2 separate regions of the Mus musculus genome follow, and region 1 is linked to region 2. Evidence: chromatin contacts called from public Hi-C data. All regions are on one chromosome and are shown on one strand. Each heading gives the region's core, a stretch centred on a gene start, on an enhancer-like site or on the middle of the called end of the contact. The rest is flanking DNA. Distances are from core to core; before and after follow the strand shown. Region 1 has its middle 40 kb from the start of Gm46023. Region 2 has its middle 8.7 kb from the start of Gm34964.

Region 1 (7,314 bases), core at 319-2,818, 330 kb before region 2:
AGAACTGCAGAATTGGGGCTCTGAGGCAGAAGCTGGCTAGGGGAAAGAGTGCTGCAATCCATTAGTAATGTCTGTCATGTGCACAGGAAGGCAAGTATGGCTCCTGCTCTCTGAAGAATCATCATCACCTAGCCAGGCCTATAACATGCTTTTGACACTGCTGGATGCTATGCAGGGATGCATGGCTGTCCTGACCATGAGAAAATAGAATCTAGGGCCTTAGCTATTCACAGCCTGGTTTTCTATGATATCACACTATAAAACCCTGTCCCCTCTTTGCTTTGGCTGCTGGGAAGCTCAGAATGAAGTTTCATACTTGTTATTAGACAGCACAGTAGCCCAGGACACGAATCCTTCTGTCATCTGCCCCTGTGGGCTCTTTATCCTCAGGCTCTGCATCCCGTGGAGCAAGCCGGACACAAGTTATCAACTATAAATAAAACCAAGGCTTCCGTCCTGGCTTGCACTTGAGTTTCCTGGTGCATTTTTTTAAGTCCCTAGTCAACAGAGTTGGGGGGGGGGAGAACCTCCTAACGGAAGATGACATCACCATCAGCTGGCCTGAGGAACAGGCCCCAGCCCTGCAGGCGCGGGTGGACCCTGAATGCCCCCATTGTGAGGGGTAACTTCATCACACAAGTTCCAACGTGGTGGAGTCTCAAACGGGGTTCTGTGGTTTCTGCCCCTCTCAGGGGCGCACACACAGGCAGCTGCGGTTGCTCGGCTTCCTTTCGCGCTGCAGTCCTGGCCACTGGCCAGTGCAAGTGACCACCCCTTCCACCCTGAGTCACCATCATTCTCAACTCTGATTCAAGTTCCTTTAAAGGGACAGCAGGGCCAGGAGAGGGAAGCTGTTCAGGGGAAGAGGTGCTGGGGAGGGGGACAGAGACAAGAGGAAGCCTGCGGGTGCTCTGGCAGACGCCTGGGTGGAGGGGGTTTCCTGCCTCCCCCAAGCAAGTGGAGCCTGTGACTTCCCCAAAGTCTATAAAGCACGCAGCAGTTTTCCTCTCTGCCCTGACAATCCGGGGGCTCACAAGGCAGGCTCGGGCTTGATGGGCCTCCCCAATGTGTGTCCTGCCTGATCCAAGTCCTTGTTGTGGGCTTGCTGAACTTTCTTTTAGCCATCTGCAACTCTTCTGCTGCCTGCCCTCTGCTCCACTCGAAGTCCTGTCTCCTCCTAGGAGGTTCAGCGTTGCGTTCTGCCTGAAAAGCCTGGCTGGCCCTGCAACCCAAGCCAACAGCAACCCAAGACCCTGCTTCTGTTGCCTCCCACAATGCGGGTGGGGGGGATCCTACTGGCCAGGCCACAGCTCTTACCTGGTTTATTGCAGTTATTTACTAACTGCTTACCTATCGGTGCTTGGCCGCAAGGACGCCTAGCCACCCTGCCAAGTGTCCCAGACAGAGATGGGGAGTAGGCAGCTCTTCCCTGTGCACATGGGGCTGGAGGGGATCACAGGAGCAATGCAATGAACAGGTCATATTTGCAAGCCACTGCTGGAGCCCTGGCTCTGGAAACTAAAGAATGTCCTTTTCCTTTTTTCCCCCTTGTCTGTGACTCACACTTTCGTTTTGAAGTTCCCTCTGCCGTCTTTCCCCTGAGGTTATACAGTGGTCAAGGCAGAGCAGCAGGGCGTGGCCAGCGGCAGGAAGCTCAGCTTAAGTTTCATTCACAAAAATCCCCAAGGCCACAGGGGCTGGGGAGAAGGCTCTCAGTGGGCTAAGTGCTGGCCTTGCAAGGTGAGGGCTTTTGTTCAGACTCCCAGCAGTGGGTAGTGGCAGGCCTTGAGGGATAGAGATAGGCAGACCCTGGAGCTTGCTGGGCAACTGGTCTAGCCATTCAGTGAGCTGGGGGCCAAGGGTAGAGGGGTGAAGGCAGAAGGGTCCCTGGAGCATGCTGACTAACAGTCTGTCAGCCAAGTCAGTGAAAGATCCTGTCTGGAAAAATAAGGTGTCACACAAAAGAAAAGACACCTGACAGTGACCTCTGACTTCACACACTGATGTGCATGCATGTACATCCGACAGAGATAGACAGACAGAGAAACACACCTCCCCCTAAAATGCACAGATGCCCATCCATACACACACATCCATATACACATACTGGTCCCATGTCCTGCTGAGGTTCCGTAGGCCCCAGCCCTGTTCCTAGTAGCTGGAAGCTTGAAACAATCAGGAGTGATGGAAGGATCCTGGGGCAAAAGGGACCCAATCTTGTGCTTCTAGTAGGCCAGAGGCAATTTCAGTCTCTTCCTTCCACCTCTGCCTCACATGTTGTCTCAGGGCTGGGCTTGGGGCTGCTGTGGCTCCCACACAGAGCCGGGAGACTGAGTTGGAATGGCCATCCTCCTGCTCTATTTCCTTCTAGCAGTATTTGTAAGAAAACCCCAGAGCCCTGCCAGCCTTGGCTAACCCTCCTGATAGGGGCAATCCAGGATGGCCCCAGAGCCCCAAGACCCCAGGGCCTTGGAAGGGTGGTCTATCTTTCTGCTGATCCCCTGGCAGACAGGAACGCCTGATTCCTAGTCCAGGGAGCCCCTGGAAGCCAGTCCTGAAACAAGGGAAGTCTGCACCACCATCTACTTACTACAGGCCAAAGCCAGGCACCTATGCTCATCTGAGCCCTGGCTCCTCCTGCACCGGTCCAGCTCTAGCCCACCTCTCCCTACTAGCTCCCAACAGTCCCTCGTCCCATCTCCTAGATGGCCTCAGGGCTTCAGTACTCCTGGCTTTCACATGCATTTGAGCCTTTACATGTGCCAGTACCTTCTACCTGGCCTCCCCTGCCCCCTTCTTCCTTGGCCGTCATCTCCTCACATCACACCACACACCCCCTCCCCACCTCCGGCAACTCCCCTCACATGCTCATACCTCCATGGGGCTTTCCTTACCACCAGCTTAGGCCTCTCCTGATTGAGATGGCTTTTCTGTTTTCCTGTCCTTTGATGAATGGCCCAGATGCTAGAATCAGAAGCTCTGGGGTGGAGCCTTAACACAGTCATGGTGGTCCAAGAATCAGCATGAAGCTGTGATGAGTTAACACTCATTATGGTAGTGACACCCAGGGCCCCTGAGACAGCAGAGAGGCCACTCCTGGGAGGAGAAACTGGACTGAAGTTCCCCTCCATTTGTTCTTCCATTTGTCCTCCTACCCCTCCAGACTCTGGGCCAGAGAAAAGGAGATCACATGACCTGGGGCCATCCTGGATTGCCCCTATCAGGAGGGTTAGCCAAGGCTGGCAGGGCTCTGGGGTTTTCTTACAAATACTGCTAGAAGGAAATAGAATACAGTGTACGTTAGCTAATCTGAGAGATGCAGAGTAGACGTGTATGTGTACGGGGGGTGGAGTGCATGGTCTTAGCCCTGGATTTGCAACTGAACCCACACCTGGCCCTTCCCTGGGAAGAAGTGGCCCTGGACTCCTCAGGGGCATCTCAGAAACACCCTGGATCTAGATCTTTCTCTGTCCCAGACTCTGGAGTTCAGAGGAACAGGAGCCATCAGGGGTCTTCTCTGGCTGGGCCTGGGCTTGGCCCCTTTCATTCCCAACAGTGTTTGCAGGTTTTTACTGGCTACCATGGTCTTTGGGCTTCTGGGAGCCATTTTTATTCTACAGAATGATGGGAATAGCAATTAAGAATGAAAAATACAGGCTGGGGAGATGGTTCAGCAATTAAGAGCACTGGTGCTGTTCCCGGAGAACCAAGTTTGGATCCCATCTCCCACCATAAGGCAGTTTACAGTCTCCCATAATTCCAGCCCCAGGGGATCTGCAACCCTCTTCTGGCCTCTGTGGCCATTGCAGTCATGCAGCAGGCATGCACATGCACTGTCCCCACCCCCACCCCCACTCCCACGGATGCGGAAGAAGGTACGGGTCATCATGGAGACTCTTGTCTTTGGCACCACCACAGTGGGTACATGGGGACAGTTTCATGGGCACCACAGACTTTGTTCTTTTCTGATACTACTGTCATGAATTCTGCACTGTTATTTTCAATAGAGAGCTTCATTTCTACCTCATTCTATCCCTGTGAGTGGGCAATCTTCCTGCCTCTGCAGTTGGGGAAACTGAGGCTCTGGAAGCAAGTCTTGTTCAGGCATCAGGTGCCTGGAGGGTGGCTTAATACCTAGTGACCTCCCAACTTCCTCCCAGACCAGCCATAGCTTCGTAGGGACTCAGCCAACCCCAGGAAGCCTGGTCCTTTGATTTGCAACCAAGATGGAATGTCACCAGAATTATAAAGACGTAAGAGGAAGAATGCCATCAATTATTGCCGAGCTGCTGCACCTCTGGACTTGTCCCCTTATCATGGGATCTCAAAGCATAGGACCAAGCAAGAATTCCTTAGCCCCTGAAGCGGAGAACCACAGAATGTTCCAGAGCCCTGGAAGAGTCCAGTGCAGAAGTAACACTGTACATTGTCCTACCACCTGGCAGGCCCCTTCACAGTTAGCAGCTCTCCCTGAGCCAGCTGTGGGATGATGGTGGTCATTGGGCCTCCCCTGCCTCTGCTACAGATGAGGATAGAGACCAGCAGGACAAGAATGTCACAATGGTGACAGGGAGGGAAAGGATAGGTTCAGCTCTTCTGGGTGCAGCTTCTGTCTGCCCTGGAGACTATGAGCTCTGGAATGTCACAGGCTGTTCTTGTCTGAGTCACTCAGTTGGCTGGAAGGAACAGGGCCAGCCTGATGACTGGAGAGGAGGCAGGAGAGTATGGTTGACTCCAGAGGCAAAGAAGTCCCTGGGCTTGTTAAGTTACTAAAATGATGGACAGACAAATAGATGACCAATGGACATGTGGAAGGGTAAATAAGTTAATGAATGAGGGAACATCTAAGAGATTAGATGAAGGCTGGATGGATAGATGGAAGAATGGATGACTGAATAGGTACATGGATGGGTGGGTTAATGGGTAATGGTAGATGGAAGATGGCTAGTCATATGGAGCGATGAGTGGATGGGTGGATGGATAGATAAATAAGTGGGTGGATAGGGAGATGGATGAATAGGTGGATATATGAATGAGTCGGCAGATGGAAAATGTGTGAGTGGATGGATGGGTATTGGATCCCTGCATAGATCAATGGGCAGATGGCTGGACAGGTAGGTTGGTAGGTGATGGCTGGCAGATGGATGGATAGAAGGATAGATGGACGTGTGGGTGAGTAGATGGGTGATGGGATGGATGACATGGTGGCAGAGAGTAGAGTTAGCACTTGAGCCATCGCCAACATGGATGTTGGCTGTGTGAGATGAATCTGGAAGAGAAGCCAGGGACCTTAAGGACAGAGTTTTGTTGTGCATAGCTTGTGTCCTCTGCCAGAGGAGCCTAGCTAGAACATGGGCTTGGATTTTGGTTTAGCCTTATCAGCTTCTTGATCTTGGCCAGACCTCTCTCCCTCCCTGCTCCAGCCTCAGCTTCCCTGTCAGGAGCATGAGTGCTTGCAGGATGAGGTGAGTTTCTAAGGAAAATGGATAGAGGCTCTTAGAAGTTACTTCTCCCTCAGTCCTAGAACTTAGAACCACATGACATCCTCCCCCCCCCCAACTTGCCAAATGTCAGGGTACAAAGCAAGACAGGATGGATGTTGCTGGGCATCCCATTATCTCTACAGGTGAGAGATAGAGACCAGCAGCTGCAGGGATGAAAGAGCTGCACTCAGGCTCTGTGCCGAGGAGGATGAATTAAGGGGCTGCCAACGGCTGCTCAGAAGGCCCCTGGCAGGCTCCGGGCTGAGTCACAGTGAGTCATAGCTGTCACTTCCTACCACACATTCCTTCATTCAGAGTGTCCATCTGCTGTGGCCACATCCCTGGGATATCCTTGGCCAGTTGCAAGTGTGTGGGGTACTCGGCCTGCCTCAGGCAGGGAACTAGGATAGACAGATAGTTAGAGGGTATAGCTTTCTGGGATAGGAGCCTTCTCCTGCCTAGCAGATTTATGACTATTGCTGAGCCACACATCCCTTGATGGGTGTGGAAGGTCCCTTTCTCCAGGAGGTCTCAGTTGAGACTTGGGGCAGCTCATTGTCTCCCCAGCTCACTGGGGCAAAAAAGAAAATGACTCATCTACCCCCGCCCCTTTAGCTCCATCCTCAGAATGTCCCTGGCTCTGTTATGGAGGACCGACCCATCTTATAGGAGGGCATTCTGACTCACTCTCTGTCCAGACTACCTCCTTGGTATTCAATATGGCTTCATCTCACATGTAGGCCTCTATGCCCTTGGAGGCAGCTACTCTGTGGGTTGCATGACACTTCTGATCCTTTATCCCTCCCAGCTATGCCCATGGAGGACCCTCCTCATCTTTGTAACTAACAGTTTCCCCCAGGACTGGTGTCAGATGCCATTGGATGACAGTTCTAGCGAGGTCAGCGGCTTGCCAAGTCTGAGCAGAGCTGATGCCCAGAAGTGGACTTCATGTCCTGGTCCCACTCTCCCCTCGCTCACCCCGCCTTGCTTCTTCTCTTGCTCCTGGCTTCAGCTACCACAGACTCTATGCTACGTTCACACTGTAGAGCTATTTCATACCAACAGTTTTTGCATGTGTTGCAGACAGAATCATAGTTTCCTCTGTGGCTCTCTCAGGTGCACTCCTCAGGGGTATCCTGCTGGTAGTCTCCTTGCCCTGCTTGACGTCCCAGAGAAGCCTGGGTGACATGCTGATGTGTTGACCTTGTGGACTGCTGTGTATCTCCATCAGCCATTCTGCTGCGGCTATGGGGATGTTGTTCTCTGCTCACTGCTGGCTTCTATCCTTGTGACCACTTCTGGCATGCCTCAGGAGGTCAACAGATACATATTGACTGAAGGTAGAGTGTCCCCCAGGAGTTAGAGTATCACCTACATCCTGCATATACAGTTTTCCTAGTGGTAGGACCTGGCTTTTTATGAAGCCAAGATTCAGGCAGGGACCAAGGTCCCTGATGAGGGGCTGGAGACAGGAGATGGAGGACAGCTACAGCACTCAGACATCCCATGTAGGTCAATAGCTGTGGGCTCAGGGTGAGGCTACAGGGCACTAAGGCACATGGGGCACATGGGACACATGGGAAGGATCTCACAGCCTTTTGTTCCACCCTGAAGGTCACTGGGAAGCCAGTAGGAGCAGGAAGTGATGTTGTCAGGGTCCTCTTTGAAATAAATCTCTTGTGGAAAGACAACTAGGGAAGGAGCAGAACTTGGGGGTGCAACATGGACTTGAGGTCCAAGGTAGACTCCAGTCACTGAGCTTAGTGACCAGGTACTCTTAGATCCCCAGGACTGCAGCCTGGGACAACTCTGGGAGGAGGTGCTGAATAGG
Region 2 (6,830 bases), core at 4,267-6,766:
CCAGGGGCAGCTGCGGTATAGTTATGTCCTAGTCAGGATTACTATTGCTATGATGAAACACCATAAACAAAGTAAATTGGGGAGAAAAGAGTTTATTCGGCTCACACTTCTATACCATAGTTCATCATTGAGGAAGGTAGGACAAGAGCCCAAACAGGGCAGGAACCTGGAGGTAGGAGCTGATGAGAGACCATGGAGGGGTGCTGCTTACTGCCTTGCTCCTCCTGGCTTGCTCAGCCTGCCTTCTGGTAAAATCAAGACCACCTGCCCAAGGGTGGCCCCACCCACAATGGGCGGAGCCCTTCCCACTTTATCACTAATTGAGAAAATGCCTTACAGCCAGATCTTATGGTGGCATCTTCTCAATTGAGGTTCCCTCCTTTCAGATGACTCTACTTTGTGTCAAGTTGACATAAAACCAGACAGTCCAAGATACCTAGAATAGTTAGCTTTAAGGGGTGGCAAAGCAAGGTAGGGAACTCCTAGAAGGGCACCCAATGTCCCTGCTCTGGCAGAGGGTTGGTAGCTGAGCCTTCTTCTGACATGGCACCTGGAGGAGAAGGTAGCTGTACTTAGGAGCAGAGAGAGACAGCCCTGTGGGACCCTGTGGTGATTGGATGGTGGGCCCTGATACCTTCTAGAGATACTGTCACCACTTGGACTTTTTACTGCTATTTTGAGTCATATCTCCCACTGGGAGCATAGCAGAGTGGCCCTATGGACTGGGCTAGGACCCTGTGTGAGTGCTAAGCCTGGGTCTTAATCATCCTCAATGATACCTGGCACACAGTCGGTGCTCAATAGGTAACAGAGGAAGAGATAGTCCTCCTCAGAATGTGTAGGCACAGCACACACCCAGGCAAGCTTCCAGCTGCATTGTGCTGGCTTAGCTCTGGGGTGTGGCTAGCACCTTCCTCCTCAGCCCTTAGCCTGGATCAGAGTCCAAACAGCTGGCATCCCAGCTCCATGTCCTCCTAGAACCCTAGCTATTTTCACTGAGCATGCTCTGTGTGTTCATGAAGGACAAGGGGGTTTTATGAAGCCCCAGGCCCAGCTCACTCACCATGGGGCACTGGGGAGTCCTTGCAAACTCTAGAGTAGAACAGGACCTTGCTGAAGAGAGAGTCTGGCTGACACCAGTTCATACTTCCCAGATAGGAAACTGAGGCCAGGCCAGTCCTGGGGTGGGCATCACAGCTGTGTCTCTTGCCAGTAGTAGCTAACACCTGATGGAGCTCACACTGGTAGGGAGCTCACACCACGTATATCATGAAGCAGGCCTGGCTTGCATTGCAATCCACAGCCCCATGAGCTGTGGGGACAGCGGGGAGATGGCTGTGTCTCCATCAGTGACCATGGTCACTGCAACACCCCTGTCTGGCCCTTCCTGCTATGGGCCTGTATAGTAACAGAAACGACTGGGCTACAGTGGACTGAGCCATTGTGTGGTTGCTGGCTGAGTCCTGTACCACATCTCCAGATGAGCCTCCTGGGTAGATCCCAGCATCTCAAGGCCAGCAGCAGATGCCCTAATCAGCTGGGGGTACCTAGAGCCTCTGGACTCTCCCCAAGTCCCGTACAGAAGGGGAAGCTCATGCTCAAACAGGCTCCAAGCTTTAGTGAGAGCACAGCAGATATCTTGGCCTCCTTTCAAGGCCACCCCACCCCCTTTCTAGTGCCTCCATGGTGCCACACATCTGCTCTAGGCAGGACTGAATAGGAAAGGCTCCCTGTTTCCCTCCCTTGACCACTTGTTAGGCCCTCTGTGCTCCAGGCTCCACCCAGCCTGGTTCCTCATCACCTCGCCGGTGTCCGCCGGTGTCCCACCAGTGAGGCAACCTCAGCAGTGGACGGCAGCTGGGAGGTCCAACTGGAAGGAAATCCCAGTCTGTGGGTGGCCTTCCCTGGGGTATCCTCCAGTTCCAGGTTGGGGCAGGGAAGGAGCCCTGTATGGGAGAAAGGGAGTCTGTACTGCCCACTGGAGGTCATCCTTGGAAACTGCAAGTGCACAGCTCTCTTGGCTCAGGCCTGGATCCACACACAGGGACAGAGTGGAGGCCTGGAGGCCTGGGGCCACACCAGGGCTTCCATGATCTGTTCCCTGCATGTAGAGGATGGTTACTGTGACCATTCCTATGGTCCACAAGACATGGGTAGCATTATTCATGGGCAGGGAAAACCATAGGGTTAGCTGCTGGGTGGCAGGATCTGAACTGTACCCCTCTCTGCATCGGAGCCTGGACCACCACACCTGTAGAGGGCATTGCTGGGGGACAGTGCAGCTGGGCTCCCGTATGAGTGGGAATATTGGCTCGTGCGACAGGTGCAGGAGGGAGCCCACTCAGGCTTGGGCTTTCCTCCTCCTGTTAAGACCTGAGGGCAGAAGGCAGAAAACAGAACTGAGGAGAAATAAGCCCTTCAAAGCCTCAGGGGTTATGTGGGGACAGAGGAGGTAAGAAGTCACTGCCCTCCAGCAAAGGGCTCCCTGGCAGAAAAGCCGCCTCACTGTCACCATCAGCTTGGCATGGTCTCTTCTAGAAGCTGGATAGCCTGGACCCAGAAGTCCCCCACTAGGGACTGAGTGTCACCAGTTGAGAAAGGCACAGTGTGAACAGTGTTCAGGGTTGTTTGGGGGGAGCGAGAGAGTGAGAGAGAGAAAGAGACACCACATCATTCACAGCACCTCCTGTGGGCTCTCAAGGAGCCTGGGCTGCAGGGCATATGGTCATCCCACTTTACAGACAGAAAAAGTGAGGCTTGGCAGATGTTGAAAAAGAAGGGCAGATAGATGGACCCAGCGTGCTTGGGCTTCCAAGGCCACCTCTCCCACTGGGTGGGGACTGGCTGGAATTTCCTGTCACTCCTTAACTCTGAGAGGTGTCCTGGCCAGGTGGTGCCAGGCTGGGAAGTCTCTCCAGAGTTTCACACCCACCCACACCTGGTATTTTTATTCCCAAGCAAGCCCGGTGCCAGGAGAGTGCGGGGAAAGCCCGAGGCCCTGTTGCCTTCTCTGGGGTCAATGGGGCCCTTATCTGTTCTGATCTTATCTGCGTGGCCTTGACAGAGGCTGGAGCTGGCTCCTGGAGGTACGGGGAGGCCCAGGTGGGCAATCACGAGAGGGGGTGTGGCTTCCCTTCCCCTCCCTTCCCGTGGAGTTGCCCCAGAGGTGGCAGAGCCAAAGCAGGTAAGGAAGTCAGGAAGGAGAGCAGAGCCACCTGGGAGGAGCGATAGCTCCTCTGCCAGGGGTGATAACTCAGCCCTTGGTTATACACAGGATGGGAGCTTCCTGGTAGCCAAGGCAAAAGGGAAAGAAGATGGGAGAGCTGGTGGTAGAGTAAAAAGGTGGTTGGTAGCCATAACTAAGACATTGTTTGCTGTCGTAAAAGCCTTCTTCTTCAGAAATGCTGAGAGGTCCTATCACACAGCAGGGTGTGAGTGTCCCCTGTATGTCCCTTCATTTGCCTCAGCATGGGAAAACCAGCTGAGCAGAGGACACAGGCCAGGTTTGTGTTGGGTGCTGGGGACAGAGAAATCAGAGGTAACATAGTTCCCATTCCCTCAAATGAGGAAGAATTACCTGTCAATCAAACACAGGAAGTCACTGCACCCAGACTGTGGGGATTGCAGAACAGTGTGGAATTAGAGGCAGCTCGCTCCTGATACGGGGAAGCTCAGGCAGGAGGACTGCCACCAGTTTAGGGTAGCTTGGGCTTTCATAGTGAGTTCTAGCTCACAGAGGTATAGAGTCAGGCATGTCTCAAAACAACTAACAACTGAGACAAATTAAAAGAAAGGACATAGCGGGCGGTGGTAGCACACGCCTTTAATCCCAGCACTTGGGAGGCAGAGGCAGGTAGATTTCTGAGTTCGAGGCCAGCCTGGTCTACAAAGTGAGTTCCAGGACAGCCAGGGCTACACAGAGAAACCCTGTCTTGAAAAACAAAAACAAACAAGCAAACAAACAAAAAAAAGAAAAGAAAAGAAAGAAAGGACAGCTGAAAGACAGAGAGAGACAGAGGTGCTGGAGACGTGGCTAAGGGAACAACGCACTTGCTGTGTGAGTGTGAGGACCAGGGCAGTGTCCTTTGTATTCTCATGAAAAGCCAAGCACACTTGATGGTCTATCTGTATCCCAGTAGCTGGGAGGCTGAAGCAGGGCATCCTGGAGCAAGCTGGCCAGCTAGAGTAGGCAAATTTTTGAGCTCCAGGCTCACAGAGAGATACCTTGCCTTGGTAACAAGGTAGTTGTTGAAGGAGAAGCCCGTATCAACCTCTGGTCTTCACGTACATGAGCACACACATGTATGTGCATATACACACAAGAACACTCATGTACACAACAAACACATACACATGAGCAAAAAGAGAGTAAGAAAGATCAGGGGTAGATAATGCCTGTGTGTGACCCGAGGTGCCTTGCCCCTCGAGGAAAGGGCTGTGGGTCACGATCCTCCTCAGGTTGGAGGGTACCACCCAGGGGTAGGGCTGCACTGATTCATCTTTCTGTGCGTCAGTTTCCTCATCTATAAGAAGCCACATCCCTGTAAGGGTAGTCATGAGAACTTCCCAATGTCATTCCTGGCCCGGGGAAGCTGGCTTTTTCCTGGGGACATTGATGTGGCCTCAGTTCTCAAGTCTTCCACAACCTGAGCTCAGCCCATGGTGCCTCCCCAAACCTGGCCTAGCCCTGACAGAAGGTTTAGTGGTGTGAAGAGAGGGAAGGAGCCATCGAGACGCCAGGGCCAGTGCAGGGCAGGAACAGCCAGGGTGTGTGAAGCAGTTAGCCCCATCTCTGCTATACTAGGGAGCATGGCTGGCTGGGGATGGGCAGAGACGTGAGGGCTGAGCTCAAGTACCAGAGGCACAGCAAAACTGCATTTTAACATGGTGCTAAACCACTTTAAAAATAGCAGTATATTTTGTTTGTTTGTTTTTACTTAAAATATTTATTTTATTTTATGTGTATGTATGCACAGCTTGTAGGTGCCTGAGGAGGCCAGACAAAGTCATTAGGCCCTGAGTTGTTAAACTTAAAGGCAGTTGGCGAACTGCTTTATGTGGGTACTGGGAACCAGATTCAGGTCCTCTGCAGGAGCAGTGTGAGTTGTTAGCTGCTGAGCCATCTCTCCAGCCTCATTAAAAAAATGTGTGTGTGTGTGTAAGAGAGAGAGAGAGAAAGAGAGAGAGCATGAGTCTGTGGGAGCAAGTGTGCATGTGAGTAAGAGTGTGAATGTAAGTATGCATATGTGAATGAGTATGTGTGGGGTGTGTGAGCATGTGAGTCTGTATGAGTGTGTTTGAATGAGTACATGTGAGAGTGTGTGATGTGTGTGTGAGTGTGTGTGTGTGTGTGTGTGTGTGTGTGAGTGTGTGGTGTGTATGAGAGTGAGTGGCGTGTGAGTGTGGAAGCCAGAGGACAGCTGGCAGGAAATACTTCTCTTTCTCCACCTTGTGGGTTCGGGGACTGAATTCAGGACGTTAGTCTTGGCCACAAGCACTTTTACCAGAGTAACCGTTTTGCTGGCTGAAATACCAGTATCTTAGAAACTGGTTCCAGCAGAATGAGCTCAGCCAGGGGCTGTCAAGTGTCAGACCTCAGGAGCAAATGGTGGTTTCTTTTGAGAATTTCAGTGGGAGGTGGACTTCAGCAAAGTCAAATAAAAATGATTCATGAACCTCACCCCACCCAGATCCAGTCATGCTCAGTGGCACTCCAGAGACTCTCAGCCCCAAGGTCAGATCCTCTCCATTCTCCATCTCCCTCCATTCAACCCCCTGGGTCACCTATCTATGGTTCTACCCTAGCACATACCCTCCCCATCATTTTTCTCTTTCTCTGAATCTGGATCTTTCCCCCACCCCCACCCCCTTCCCTTCTCCCTCTTGCTCCAGCCCACTCGCTCCTGGGCCTCTGCATGCTCTGGGTCTCATAAGTCCAGGATGGCCTTAAACTTGCTACGCACGCAGCTCAAGCTGACCCTCCTGCCTCTACCTCCCAAGTGATGGGATGACCGGCCCATGTCACCATCCCTGCTTTGTGTAATGCTGAGAATTGAACCCAGGACTTTGTGAATGCTAGGCGAACATTCTACAACTATGCTACATCCTCAACTCCACTGGGGGCTCTTAGAAAAATGCCTTATAAATATATGCCAGGTTCTTTTCTTCCCCAGGGCGCCTATTTGCTTGAAATGCCTCTCTCTCTCTCTCCTCTCTTTCTCCTTTTCTTCTTCTTCTTCTTCTTCTTCTTCTTCTTCTTCTTCTTCTTCTTCTTCTTCTTCTTCTTCTTCTTCTTCTTCTCCTTCTCCTTCTCCTTCTCCTTCTCCTTCTCCTTCTCCTTCTCCTTCTCCTTCTCCTTCTCCTTCTCCTTCTCCTTCTTCTTCTTCTTCTTCTCCTTCTTCTTCTTCTTTTTTTAAAAATAAGACAAAGTCTAACTGAACCTATAATCCACTTTTGTAGACAGGGCTAGTCTTAAACACACAGAGATTCCCTGCCTCTGATGTGAGCTTCCACACTTGCCCTAGAATTTTTTTTCAGCTGGTCCAAGCTTAAAAGTCAGAGGTGCCTTCCGATGACCCTTGCTGGCACTGTCTCTTAGACATGCCTTCCTCTTACATCACTTTCTGTCTTTCTTTGGTCTTTAAAAAGACCAGTGTTCACCAGCCAGGTTCCACCCTACCTACACTGAGCTGTCTTCTTCTGGGAGCCCACACTTCCTCGTCCTCAGCTCTTGCCTTACTTCCACACAGTGTTTCAAAGCAGATCATATATTTTGGCTTCTGGTGGTACCAGAGGCATAATGTTCTCTGTGGAGAGGAAGGCTGAATGGA

Evidence for each region. A called contact is a pair of places that touch in the nucleus more often than the background predicts.
Region 1: a Hi-C map of LSK cells shows a contact between it and region 2, with 2.4 times the contacts expected there. The contact joins two enhancer-like sites. A contact is called at or near these places in 4 of 484 Hi-C or Micro-C datasets (LSK cells and embryonic stem cells).

Annotation. Positions count from the first base shown.
Region 1 is chr7:145,105,120-145,112,433 of GRCm38.p6, reverse strand. No RefSeq gene overlaps it. Among named protein-coding and RNA genes, the nearest start is that of Gm46023, 40 kb to the right of the region's middle. Within about 2 kb of position 1,568, at least 288 of the 459 cell types and tissues checked have an H3K27ac peak or open chromatin away from gene starts, as enhancers often do. A contact at or near this core is called in LSK cells, where this site is marked.
Region 2 is chr7:144,776,662-144,783,491 of GRCm38.p6, reverse strand. No RefSeq gene overlaps it. Among named protein-coding and RNA genes, the nearest start is that of Gm34964, 8.7 kb to the left of the region's middle. Within about 2 kb of position 5,516, at least 26 of the 459 cell types and tissues checked have an H3K27ac peak or open chromatin away from gene starts, as enhancers often do. A contact at or near this core is called in LSK cells, where this site is marked.